3 separate regions of the Mus musculus genome follow, and regions 1 and 2 are each linked to region 3. Evidence: chromatin contacts called from public HiChIP or PLAC-seq data. All regions are on one chromosome and are shown on one strand. The core of a region is the stretch at or near the end of the contact, and the rest is flanking DNA. Distances in the headings are between cores, read along the strand shown. Region 1 holds the start of Snd1 (staphylococcal nuclease and tudor domain containing 1). Region 2 overlaps Snd1 (staphylococcal nuclease and tudor domain containing 1). Region 3 has its middle 4.4 kb from the start of Gm25589.

What was found. HiChIP or PLAC-seq counts read pairs in DNA pulled down with a chosen protein or histone mark.
Region 1: a contact with region 3 is called in an H3K27ac HiChIP or PLAC-seq map of embryonic stem cells, with 5 times the contacts expected there. The contact joins the promoter of Snd1 here to the enhancer-like site in region 3. A contact is called at or near these places in 2 of 39 promoter capture datasets (cranial neural crest and embryonic stem cells), 7 of 115 datasets of contacts at active chromatin or transcription factors (astrocytes, bone marrow-derived macrophages, embryonic forebrain and 3 more) and 1 of 9 other capture datasets (embryonic stem cells).
Region 2: an H3K27ac HiChIP or PLAC-seq map of embryonic stem cells shows a contact between it and region 3, with 2.5 times the contacts expected there. The contact joins two enhancer-like sites. A contact is called at or near these places in 1 of 39 promoter capture datasets (cranial neural crest), 2 of 115 datasets of contacts at active chromatin or transcription factors (astrocytes and embryonic stem cells) and 1 of 9 other capture datasets (embryonic stem cells).

What each region holds. Positions count from the first base shown.
Region 1 is chr6:28,478,744-28,482,749 of GRCm38.p6, forward strand. It overlaps Snd1 (staphylococcal nuclease and tudor domain containing 1), which reads left to right and starts at 1,605. Exons shown (of 24, transcript NM_019776.2): 1 at 1,605-1,899. The coding sequence starts at 1,822.
Region 2 is chr6:28,549,339-28,553,413 of GRCm38.p6, forward strand. The region is part of intron 10 of Snd1 (staphylococcal nuclease and tudor domain containing 1); the gene reads left to right. Among named protein-coding and RNA genes, the nearest start is that of Snd1, 71 kb to the left of the region's middle. Within about 2 kb of position 1,428, at least 23 of the 459 cell types and tissues checked have an H3K27ac peak or open chromatin away from gene starts, as enhancers often do. A contact at or near this core is called in embryonic stem cells, where this site is marked.
Region 3 is chr6:29,116,124-29,119,959 of GRCm38.p6, forward strand. No RefSeq gene overlaps it. Among named protein-coding and RNA genes, the nearest start is that of Gm25589, 4.4 kb to the left of the region's middle. Within about 2 kb of position 2,233, at least 71 of the 459 cell types and tissues checked have an H3K27ac peak or open chromatin away from gene starts, as enhancers often do. A contact at or near this core is called in astrocytes and embryonic stem cells, where this site is marked.

The DNA.
Region 1 (4,006 bases), core at 355-2,854, 640 kb before region 3:
TGAGAGGTCAGAGGATAGCTTGCAGGACTTGGTTTTCTTCCTCCACCATGTGGGTCCCAGGGACTGAACTCGGGTTATCTACCTTGCAATGCAATCAACTTTACCTGTTGGAGCCCTTTGAGATTCCTATTCACTTAAAAATAAACAGACAGAAAACAAAACATCAATGCTCTCCTTTGAAGAAACAGATCATATGGACTTTGTAGGCTTGTCTTAAGGACTAACATATTCTTCAGGGAAAAAGTATTTAACAGGCAGTGTATACTGTGCATGTTCATGCTCCACGTAATTTGGTTGTTAGGACTGACTAGTAGGATCAATGGTTGTGTAGAAATAGAAAATTAGTACAAGCAAAAGAGAATTAACTGGCTGAGTAGGGGGGAAAGGACAGTAACTATGATCAGAAAATGAGATGTTTGGAATTAGTTTCAACTGCTTCAACTATCCTGGAGAGAGTGGCTACACTGTTGCAAAGGTCAAATTCACTAAAGATGAGGTCTTAGAGCTGAGCTACCAGTGTACTGGGCAACCCCTCAAAATTGTTTTATATATGTGTGTGTGTGTGTGTGTATCTATCTATAAAGATCCGTTTTCTCTTTTGAATAGGGTGAATTCGTGGTACAGACTTGGCTTTGGAGCTATAGGAAGATGCTGACCCCAAAACTTGACCCTGATTTGAGACATGCGTGACTACTCAAACTTCTTAAAACAGGCTATAGTGGAAGTAGTGTCTTTAGCGTAGGTCCAGGTTTTATTATTAAATAATACATACAAGAACCTGTGCTCTAAAACGGGGCACTCCAAGACCATAAATTCTCCCTGAATATCCACTTGAATATGGCTTTCCTGATCCACCTCGAGCTGAGATTAGCAGTGAGTTAGGACTGTCTCCCGCTCAGCCCTGGGATGGCAAATCCCAAGGTTTTTCCTAACCTCAGTTGGAGCAGGAGGGAAGGAGCCGAAAAACGAGGCTATTCTCAGTGTGCAGGACGAGTCATCCTCTAAGAGATGCTTATTGCTTCCATCAACAAACATGAGCGGAACTCACAAGCACTAAACCCCAGTGATACTCCGGACCACCGGGAGATTCGCGGCCACATTCCGGGTCAAGACTAACATCAGCAGGTTACCCAATGGCGGCGACTTTCAAAAGTTTCCTCTGCTTTGCGGAGGTGAAACGTCAGAACTCTGAGAGCAGTAAGGTTCCTTTGGGACGGCCCCAGGCCCTTGTCGTCCAGTTCCGGTGTCCAGCTCCGTACACGTGGGCGCTTTGCCGCTTGAGGGGCGGGGCAGGAGCAGAACCTCCGCTGGAGGGCGAGGCCCGCCCCGCCTTCGGGGCTCCCATGGCTCCCCGCGCACCACTGCCAGATGCTGACGTGTCCTTTCCTTCCCACTACACCTCCCGACACCACCTTCTCAAGACTTCCCCGGAAGTCCCGCCTCAAAACCATCCCGTCACCGCAAATCAGCTCTTTCAGCGCTTCCTGGAGCTCCGCACCCGTTTTGGGACCAAAGGGCGGAGCTTCATAAAGAGAGTGCCTATTGGCTTGAGTTCCAGCGGGTTCTGGACGCTAATTGGCTAGAGGGCGGTGGCGCTCTGGCACGCTTGCGCGGCGAGTAGAACGTGTGGCGGCGGCGGAGATCGCGTCTCCTCTTTTGCTCCCAGTCCCGCTGGTGTTCTAGTGTGCGCCTGGCGCTTCTGTCCAGCCCACCGACGGTAGCCTGTCGCCTGCCTGCTCCTTGTCGCTGCAAGCGCCGACACCCACCCTGACACTTCCAGTCCGGCCGGCCGCCCCACTCGCTGCCTTTCCAGCTCCACACATGGCCTCCTCCGCGCAGAGCAGCGGCTCCTCCGGGGGACCCGCGGTCCCCACCGTGCAGCGGGGCATCGTCAAGATGGTGAGAGCGGGACCCTGGACCCGGACCCCTCTGCTGCTTTGGAGCAGGAGCCAGGCATTGACTTCCTTCTCTCCCGTCAGCCTGCATGGTCTCAGTTTGCTTTTCCTCTGCCCCTTCCTCACTCTCCACCTACTCTCCGAATCTTCACCAGGCAGAACCCGAGAACGAACTTATCTTGACTTTTGCCTCCCGGGCAACCTGTCCATGATTCGCTCGCTGTGATTTTCGTGGGTCGCGGCTTTCGGAGCCCCTACCTGTTTACCAGAAGCAGGTCTATTACCGGTTCATTAACGGAGATAGTTCACGGATAGTTACTCCCATCCCCCTCTTTCTGTCCATTTTGACATATGCCGATTAGTTCGCAGTTTCTCTAGATCCGGACATCTTTTCCTGGAACCCCGGGAGTGCTTGGCTGTCACGAAGCTTGTCTCTGTCCACTGACTCACTTATTCACCCAAAGTTTTCTCAACTCTTTCCCCCTTTTATCTCAATGTCTAGTTTCTAGGCCTGGAAGCTCCTGATTTTCGTGTATTTTTAAATTAAAAATTTAGCCTGGCAGGGATCTTATACTAAGTAGCATTTCTTCACTTCTTAAGGACAAGGAGCCTGTTTTTAAAGAGAGTAACTAACTTGCCTTAAGGGCACATGGCGGTTTGGAGTGGAGCCAATAATAAGAGTCCAGGTGTTCTGATTCCCTGTGTAGGGTTCTTATTATAGATCCTGCTCACTTACCTTTGCTTTCTTTATTCGGAATTTTGAATTCCATCACCTCCACTTCCACACTAATTTTGTAGCATAAGTTCTGTTCTATTTCTTATATTGTTTCTCCTTTTTTTCCTCCCACATCTTGAGGTCTGACATTTCTCGTTTGTTAACAGATTTTTCTGTTTAAGATGGCTGTGATCTTTTCGATTGCTTTTCATATTGTAACTCCAACGACTTTTCTCTCCAGAGTGGAAGACAGTTTCCCCAGAGAGCCAGTTTTTGAAACTTTTTTTGTTTTTGCTGTCCCTGTTGTCTTTCTCAGGATTAATATACTCTGCAGGGGGATCCGGGGAGATGGCTCAGTGGATACAGGTGCTTGCTGCTCAGTCCTGAGGACCCCGGTTCGCATCTTCACGGCACACATTAAAGCTGGACGTGGCTGTTCCACTGCCTGGAACCTTTGTGCTGCACGTGGCGCTGGTGGACCCTGGGCTTTTGCTGTTCCACCAGCCTAGCTAAAAATATCAGGCTTCGGGTGCATTGAGAGAGAGAGACCTTTTCTCAAGTGGGTGAAGAGCAGTAGAGGAAGGCACTGATATGGATGCTTTCCTGTGCTCCAGCATCTTTGGCCCTCTGCATGGGTGTTCAGGCACAGGTTCCCTATCAGGCACCCACATATGTGTGCACACATGGACACCCTTTTTAATTATTTAATGTGATCACACTGTCACTCTTTTCACACACACCAGAAGAGGGCATTGGATCCCATTACAGATGGTTGTGAGCCACCCTGTGGTTGCTGGGATTTGAACTCAGGACCTCTGGAAGAACAGTCTGTACTCTTAATGCTGAGCCATCTCCCCTGCTCCACATGCACACTCTTGAACATGAATATTCTGCCGCTTGTGTGTGAGGTTCTTGAGATATTCAATATTGCCCTTTTGCCTTTCTATTTATATCTAGACAGTCAGAATTCATTAGATTCAATGAGTAGGGAGTTTCCAGGGTCCGTGTTTTCTCTCTGAAATTTTGACTCTTGAAAGGATTTTCCTGAACTGCTTCCTCTTTCCTTGCCCTTTTCATTGGTACCAGTCTTCTCTTCATTATAGGAACAGAGTGTCACTTAGCTGTCTGGTGTGGTGTTACTGGCCTGCAGTAATTTTTTTTTTTTTTTTTAGTTTTCTTGCTAGGGCTTGACTTTTTCTTAAAGGTCTCTTTTGTAGGAAAGAGGCTATAGGAAGCCTCCAGGGTATCTGGGTTCTCTGAGGTGACTTCCTTTTCACGGATAACAATCCCCTGAGGAGACTGTATTATCAGCGGTCACTGTCACATTTTCAAGTGGGTTCTCTCTATATATTATCTCATCTAGAAAGTGATGTCTAAGCTGAGGTTTTGATAGGCT
Region 2 (4,075 bases), core at 178-2,677, 570 kb before region 3:
GTTGTTGTTGTTGTTGTTGTTTGTTTTTTAACTTAAAAATATTCAAAGTAGAGCTCTTACTGAGGTTTAGTACCTGTGCTAGTTCATTTGGTATGTTAGTACAAATCAGAAAGGGATGTCCTTTCCCCTAGAGCCTCAGCTCAGTCAGGGCTTGGCACACAGAGGGGAAGCTGAATTTCAGCTCCTCTTCTGTCTCTGTCCCTTTGGCTCGATGCCCTTGTGTAAGATGCAGCTTGCACAAGAATATATTCCTGCCCTAGTTAGACCAAGATCTGGTAGGCTCTCCAAGGAAAAGATGGTGTATTGTTGGGAGATGGGGAGTAGCCCTGTAGTCTCAGAAACCCCGAATGCTAGGATGGTTTGGGGATGAAGGTATGTGGTAGGTGGATTGTACCAGGCCTCCAGGCATGCACTTGGGAAATTACCTTTTGTGTAAGTAACCAGGTACTTTCTCGAGGGTCAATGGCTTGGAAATGGAGAAAGGTATAATCCAATTGCTTATGGTATGAGCACTCTTAAGCAAAAGAGCCATGTGGGAGAGAATGCAGATGCAGAAGCTGGAGGATAGATAACAGAGGAGACTTGAGTGAGCAGTGTGATGGGCAGGCAGATGGCCTTAGCAATTCCTGCCATACGGCCGGCTGACCTGAGCTCCAGATGAGGACCCAGTGATGTTACTTTTAGAAAAGTATGTGGCACATTCGCTTCACTGTTTCTCTTCCTCCTTCCCTAGAAATTTTAGTAGTCTATCATTAGTTAAGCACATCTTCTGGACAACATCTAGAAATAGCATGGCAGTGGGGTGTGGGTGTGGGGGCTCTGGGGTGGGGTGGAGTCAGGGTGGTGTAATAGGAAAAATTGGATGGGGGGGGTACCATTTCTTAAATTTTACAGGGAAACAAGGTTTTGCCCAGGGCTAACTGTACTTTCTCCCTTCTGCTCTGGTTATTTTCTAATTGAGCTAGACGAAGCATTTAAAACACCAGAGCAACTGTTTTTTCTCCTAGGGCTTTCCTGGATTGCCTGGCAGATCCTGTGTTGTGATAGGAGTGTGGTTCGTGGTGGCTGGTGGGATGGGAGGATTAAATGCATGAGTGTGTGTAGTTAGTAGTCCCTCAAGCATTCGGGTGGGTGTGACTGCAGGTGTTGGTCTTGCTTCTGGATGGTTCAGGGTGAATCTAGTGTCCGCTCTTAGGAGCTATGCACTCCTTCAGGCTGAAAGCCTGTTTACAACTTACATGTGATGCTCTTGTGAACCTGCACAGGCATTGGGGTTTCTCTAAAGGCAGAGCTTGCTTTATCCAGTTGTTTGCCATAAAGAAGTAAGTCTTAGAGAAAGGCTCTGGCTTTTCTGAGCTGCTGCCTTGAAGGAGATAGTACATTGTGCAATCTTAGGGCTTCCTAGGGAGCTCTTGGCTTTGATCTGAAACTGGAAAGCCTAGTGCTCCATAGCCCAGAGCTTCCATAGGCTTTGTGTTACACTTGGAGTGTTAATGACAAAGGAAACAGCCCCCAGGCATCCAGTGCAGGGGCTGACTTATTTCCTCCTGAAGTCTGCTCTTGGAGTGCTATTGTAGTTGTTGGCACAGAGAGATGGAGCTGAAATTTACCTAAAAAACAGGTAGAGTGTTTGCTCAGCCCCGGGTGTTTCGTGGATTACGTTTGCTTTTGGTTGCAGAGCCTCTTCTCTGGCTCTGTTGTGCAGTGTGTCTGGCTCTCCCTTTTCTCCCTTGGACTCTGTCTCTGGCTTGGTACTCAGGAAAAGTGGAAGTCCAAGGGTAGAAGCTGGTCCTGTACTGCTATTGCTGTCTGTTCATTTCCATTCCCTGTCCTTGAGCTTCTTCACTCTGAACTCACCATAAAGATTCTTTCACATCACGGCCTGTAAACATTCAGGCCTGGGCAGTGAAGGGTCTTTCTAAGCTTGTGTCCTTGCTGCTTTTACTTTGGGTGTCTCTCCCAGGTCTGTGCCCCCTGGGATTCTTGGACAGGCACTTTGGCAGAGAGGAACTGCAGGTAAGTACATTACTAAGGATGCCCTGGAAATCTCAAAAGCTTTTTTTCAGAGGCAAGGCTGATTCAGGTTCTGATAACTCCATCTGTTGTGTAGGACCCTGGTGTGCTTTGCCATTTAGACACAGTTACAAGTGGTTCTCAGCCCATTCCCTCTAGTTTTGACTTTTGAAAGAAAGATGAGTGGTCCTTCTGGATCCTCAGTCAGACCATGTGGCCACTAAGATGCATACCAAGAGAAAGCTGTGAGGTTAGAGTCCCTAAGCAAAGTACGGGCAAACCAATAAACCCGGTAACTGTGATCTCAGGCTTGTAACTGGAAACATAAGGCAAACAGCAAATTAGAGAGGGACTCCAGCTTGGCATTAAGGACCTTGGAGACAAGCAAAAGCTCTTTGAAATGGATATAGCATTCCACCCGTTTCCAATGGAGAGATTTGGGGACTGCGGCAGTGTGATCAAAAGACATGGAACGTGTCAGAGTGCTGGCAGAGGCTTTCTGTACCCGGTTCCAAATTGTTTGATCTGGGCATTTTTGAGATGAACACTTGAAACTTCCTTTATTGAAGGCTGAAAAAAATTTCTATTAGGAAATGGGCATAACTCACCTATTTAAGATTCCAAAATGTGCATGTGCTGTTTTTGAGATTACTATCCAGGTGCCATCACTTAAATCACTGCTGTGATCTGCTTCTCAGCTGAGAGGTCACTGGCCAGCAAGGCTGGCTCCTTGTGATGAGGTCAAGACACTGAGTATCTAGACAGAGCAGTTTCCTAAAATGGACACGCCACTGATCTTGGTCGGGATATTTTAAACTGGAAAAGACAGCATGTGCCTGTCTTGTTGCATTTGATTTCTTTCTTCTCTGTCTTACAAATTATATTTCCTTCCATTCCTTGAGCCAGAGATCCCCTTGCCTCTTTCTTTCAAATCATATTTGTGGGATTTTAACAACCTCCTGGTGGGACTTGGTGGTTAATCCCCCGAACCTTGTGCATTTACCTTTTCCAGCCCATCTCTCTTTTCTCTGTTCCTTTAATCATCACTATCACACAGTTGTAACATTTTCAACTTATCTAAATCTTGCTCATGCTGTGTGTTCATGTTTCTTTCCACTTCTCAGTCTCGTTGAGCTGTAGTGATTCTCTGTTGTTTCTGGAGTTGGCGGCACCATCATTTACTGTTCTCTGACCTCTCTCTGTGCCCTCTGTCTTGCTCAGGTTCTTAAGAATCCTGTTAGGTCAGAGACTTCTTTCTGTACACACAGGCCCTTCCTTCTCTCCAGCATGATACCTGTTGATGTGCATGCCTGCTTTTCTCTGTGAAGTCTAAGCACCGCTGAGGGCAGGAATGCCATTTCTCATCTTTATCTCCCCTTTCCGAATCTTGTAGAGAGTACTATGACCATAGTAGACAATTATCAAATGTTTAAATCATGTCTGCTGAGGCATGAGAAGTAATTTCATAGATTGCTTTTGAGTGGGCATCATTTTGCCTACTCGAAACCCTCTGTTAATCTCTGGATGCCTCTGCTAGCTCTGTTCAGCTGGGGCTCCTGTCCTGGGTTCATAAGTCCCAGGAGGGCGTCTTTGCTTCCCTGGTTTCTCCCTTCCCTCTTAATTGCATTGCTTGGTTTTGCTGGATAGTTTACACCTGGATTAGATGTTGGCAGCTACATCATTTCCCCACTCTGTTTTAGCCTAACTTCTGCCATTGCTTAACCAGCCCTGCCTCTTTCTGTATGGTTTCCCCTTAATGTACATTCTTTTAGCACAGTGTAGCTTGAGTTCAATCCACCCAGCGGGGTTATTTTCAGGATTTTACGTGTCTTTGAAGATCAGTCCCTATTTGACTCTGTCTTTTAACACCTCTGTTCTTACTCAGGGTTTTCCAAATGTCTTCTCTCGGGTATGTTGATTCATCGACGTCTTTAGGTGGACTTTTTACTCAGGGCTGTTTTTTTCCCTCTTCTGTTGTCGACCTTGCTGGTTGTCAGATTATTTCTTTGCTGGAACTAATTTTAAAATCAATTAGAGAGCTTTTCCCGTCATCTTTCTCTCT
Region 3 (3,836 bases), core at 983-3,482:
TGAGGATGAAAGATGCCCTGAAACCACGTCCACAAACTCAGCATGAGCCCAGTATAAGACAGTGGTTAATGGCATCTTCTGCTCTGGCAAAGAAGGCTGCTCCATTGGCAGGCAGGCAGGCAGGCAGGCAGCACCACCTCATATGCCATTCGAGGGTCTGGTATGGTTGAACAAGGAAGTTCTTGCTGGGTGGGATACAGGGAGCATGGTGATGGTGTTACTGAGACCCCTCACCAAACTTGCTCATATTACACCACAGACATTGCCTTATGCAGGTCACACATGAAGAGAGCATGATCCACTGTCCCTGCAGTGACATGACTGGGGCGGGGGAGCCTCCCCGAGAGCTATCGGTCAATAGCCCTTAAGGTAGGCATCTCCCCGGCTGGTTATTCTTTCCCCTTTCCTGTGAATGCACTCAGAGCACTGGGAGCAAAGAGCAACAGAGACCATTCTTCCAAGCCTCCAAGACTTTACACCAGCCATTTTATCAGGAGCTTGCTAACAACAACAGTCTGGGCTTTCTCGCTCTCCAGTTCATATACAAAAAGACTGGGGGCCCAGAGGGGAGTCCAGCACCCTGACTCTTGGCCTTTACCTGTAACTCCGCCACGGCTTCCTGTGTGTGTGTGTGGGGGGGGGGGGTTTACAGTGGTAGACAGAGGTGGTATCAGTCCCAGGACGTGCAGGACCAGCCAGCATTGTATAACTCACTCTTTCCTTGTCCTGGAGAGGCCAGGATCACTTTGAGAAACTGATCTTCATCTTTCTCCTTGTTGTTACTGTCCTGGGCTGCTCCATCTGCTCAAGCCCCCACCCCCAACCCCCGAAAGGACACAGATCCTAGTTAACACCCAGTATCACCAAGAGGCTCAAAATTCAAGTTGTTCTGTAGCAGGTTCCTGGGAACACACATGGGCCCTGTCCTGATCTGAGATGCAACACTCCAACCTGTGTATGCTCCATTTGAAATGTCTAGATGCCCAGAACCCTGTTCTGGGGCCTCCCATGGAGACCTATTAGCACTGCATTACTTTTAAGTGTCTGCTGTATCCAAGTATACTCCCAAGTCGGACAAAGACAGAAAGCTCTTTGCAGGGAGAAAGAAGAGACCACAAGGGCTCTGTAGAGGGTCCTTAACCTCTGCTAATTAGTTAATTCCCCAGAGAGTGGGAAGATGTATGAGGTACCTGGGCAGGGCTGCAGCGAGTTTCTGCCCAGGTCTGCAGAAGGGAGGAGGGGAAGGCCTGCTTCCCTTTCCAGACATTGCTCTCTGTATTCTTCTCTTGGCATCTGGGCATGAGGATGTTGGTGGGCATTTTACTCAGTGAGGTAATCCTAGCACAGTCACAGTAAGCAGGCTAACTGCTACTGTTGGTAGTGACTGCTGTTTGCACTGGCTGTCCTCTGGTGAGAAGTGAGAAAGCAGAAGCAAACAGTTCTTCCAAGAGCCCGTCTCCTTCCATGGGACTTACTCCAGTGGCTGGAAGCCAGCAGCACCCACACACAGCTGCAGGGCTAGAGAGCCAGACTCCCAATTGGTCAGTGTTGGCAGCTGTCCTAGGGTTCAAAGGTATGTGATTCCCCATGCTGGTACTTCAAGCCTAATGTCCCTTTAATAGCTCTTGTCGAATTGCCATGGCTCTCCCTGGAGATTTTCATCACTATGGACAACCGCCATTATCGGACCTCCAGGGGAATGGAGATGTCTTTGGAGTCTGGATTCTGGGAAAGAGAGTTATAAAAGCGAGTGGAACTGATCCACCCCGGCTAAATATGAGCAACTCTGTAGTGTGCCAAGATACAGAGCCCAGCCACCATGAAGAAAATCTTTACACAAATGTATTCTGGGCTCAGGCACTTCTTATATGCTCATGCATATGCACACACACACACACACACACACACACACACACACACACACGAGAAAGAGGCAAAAGATTAAAAACAAATAGCTGTAAGTGGTTTCTTTTGACATAAAGGGGAGGGAAGAAGCTGGCCAAGCAAAGGGCTTAATTTTCAAGTTGAGAAATATAATAAAAAATGTAAATTAATTACATAAGGGAAGGTTTCAAAGGCTTTGCCATCCAAAGCGCATGACATTGAAAATGTTCCTCCTGGGGCTAAGGGTTGTAGCACAGATGGTAATGTTTGCTTAGCATGCAGGAGGCCCTGGGCTCCATCCCCAGCACCAAATAAGCCAGGTGTGCTGGAGAATGCATATGATCCCATATGGGAGGGTCAGAAGTTCAAGGTCATTCTTAGTCTTGTAGCTAGTTCAATGCCAACCTAGGGTGTGACAGATCTGGTCTCAAAACAAACCAAACAAACAAACAAAACCCAGGAAGTGCCTTTCCTTTTCTTACTACCTAGTTTGAAAGAGAAACCACTTTAACCTCCAAACCTTTAGTACCTAGTAAGAATGTGTTTCAGGTTCCTTAAGAAGCTTCCAGAGATAGTGGGCCTGCTCTAGTCCATGTGGGAGGTGCAGCTCCACCCTCTTCTCACTGTGCTCTAGCACAGGCAGTGGCAGCTTCCCCCCCAACCCCCCACCCAGTACAAGGTGCTCTAGAGATTGGAAAGATGAGGGGCTCTAAGCCAGGAAGCCCTATTCAGCCAGGTTTTGTATAATGGAAGTATTGTCCAGCTCTGCATATGTCACGGGTTCTTATCCTTGGGCAGTTCCTTTCATGCCAGACTACACTAAACCCCACCTACAAGGTTCTGCCCCTGGGTGTGATTTGAGAGGGGGTTCCAAACCCTCCTGACTGTAAGTTTCTTTTGACATGAAGGCACCTCCCGTAAACTTCCTGAAACATTCAGTGTATTATGAGGAACCTATAGGAAAAAGGGTTCAGTGTCCATAGTTTTTACCAGGCAGGGTCAACCATCTCCTCTAAAGACCATGCACATGTTAAGAGCTAACCTCAGAAAGCCAGGGTCTGATCCTGAAATCCACAGCTGGCAAATAATTCAGCCGAACAAAGCACCTTTTCCCCTTTGAGGAGCTGCAGACGGAAGCCCAGGACTTCTGGAAAACCAGAGCACTGCTACCCTGAGCCACACCCCAAAGGAATCCAGAGGGAAGGCTGGTCCTGGAGGGTTAGACAGAACACCGTGGGTAACTGAAAAATGGAAGTGTGAGACTCCAAAGCAGTAGGCTGTCCAAAGCCAGATCCAGTGTGCGCAGAAATCAAAAGGCCAGTGTGGTGGCATGTGCCTAAAATCCCAGCATTTGGAAGGCTGGTGCAGGAGAGAATCATGTGTTCTCGGCCAGCCTCGCCTATAAAATGGTTTCATGGCACTGGTGTTTCCATGTTTAAAAAGTGAATCTCTGGGATTAAAATGTATGCAATACATTTATTATAATTTTAAACACATTTTCATAAAATTTTAGCTTTTAGAAAGTATGATGCATATAATTTACAAGGAATAATATACAATGTTTTTCATTGGAATTCTGAATAATTGCTCAATGTTTACAGAATGCTTTTGTAGTTTGCCCCTCTTGAGCAGGGAACCTGCAGGCAGGTACAGTTCACCCATGGCTTAACACAGTCAGATAACGATAAATGTTTGGTTACTACTGTGTTTAGCAGTCACTCCATTTGTTGAGTGGATGTGGGCTACTGGTCAGGAGAGGACATGGGAAATGGTTCAGAGTTAATTAGGAGTTGCCTTCCCATTGGTGGGTTCAGAATCAGAAGTGCCATCCTGGGGGTGCAGCTGGCATGGGGACATCATCTCTCAACTGCTGTCCCGAGAAAGGCCAGACGTGCTTCCAGGGGCACTGGCCATTACAGTTTCTCCTCTGGCTGATTTGGTGAGTTGTTCAT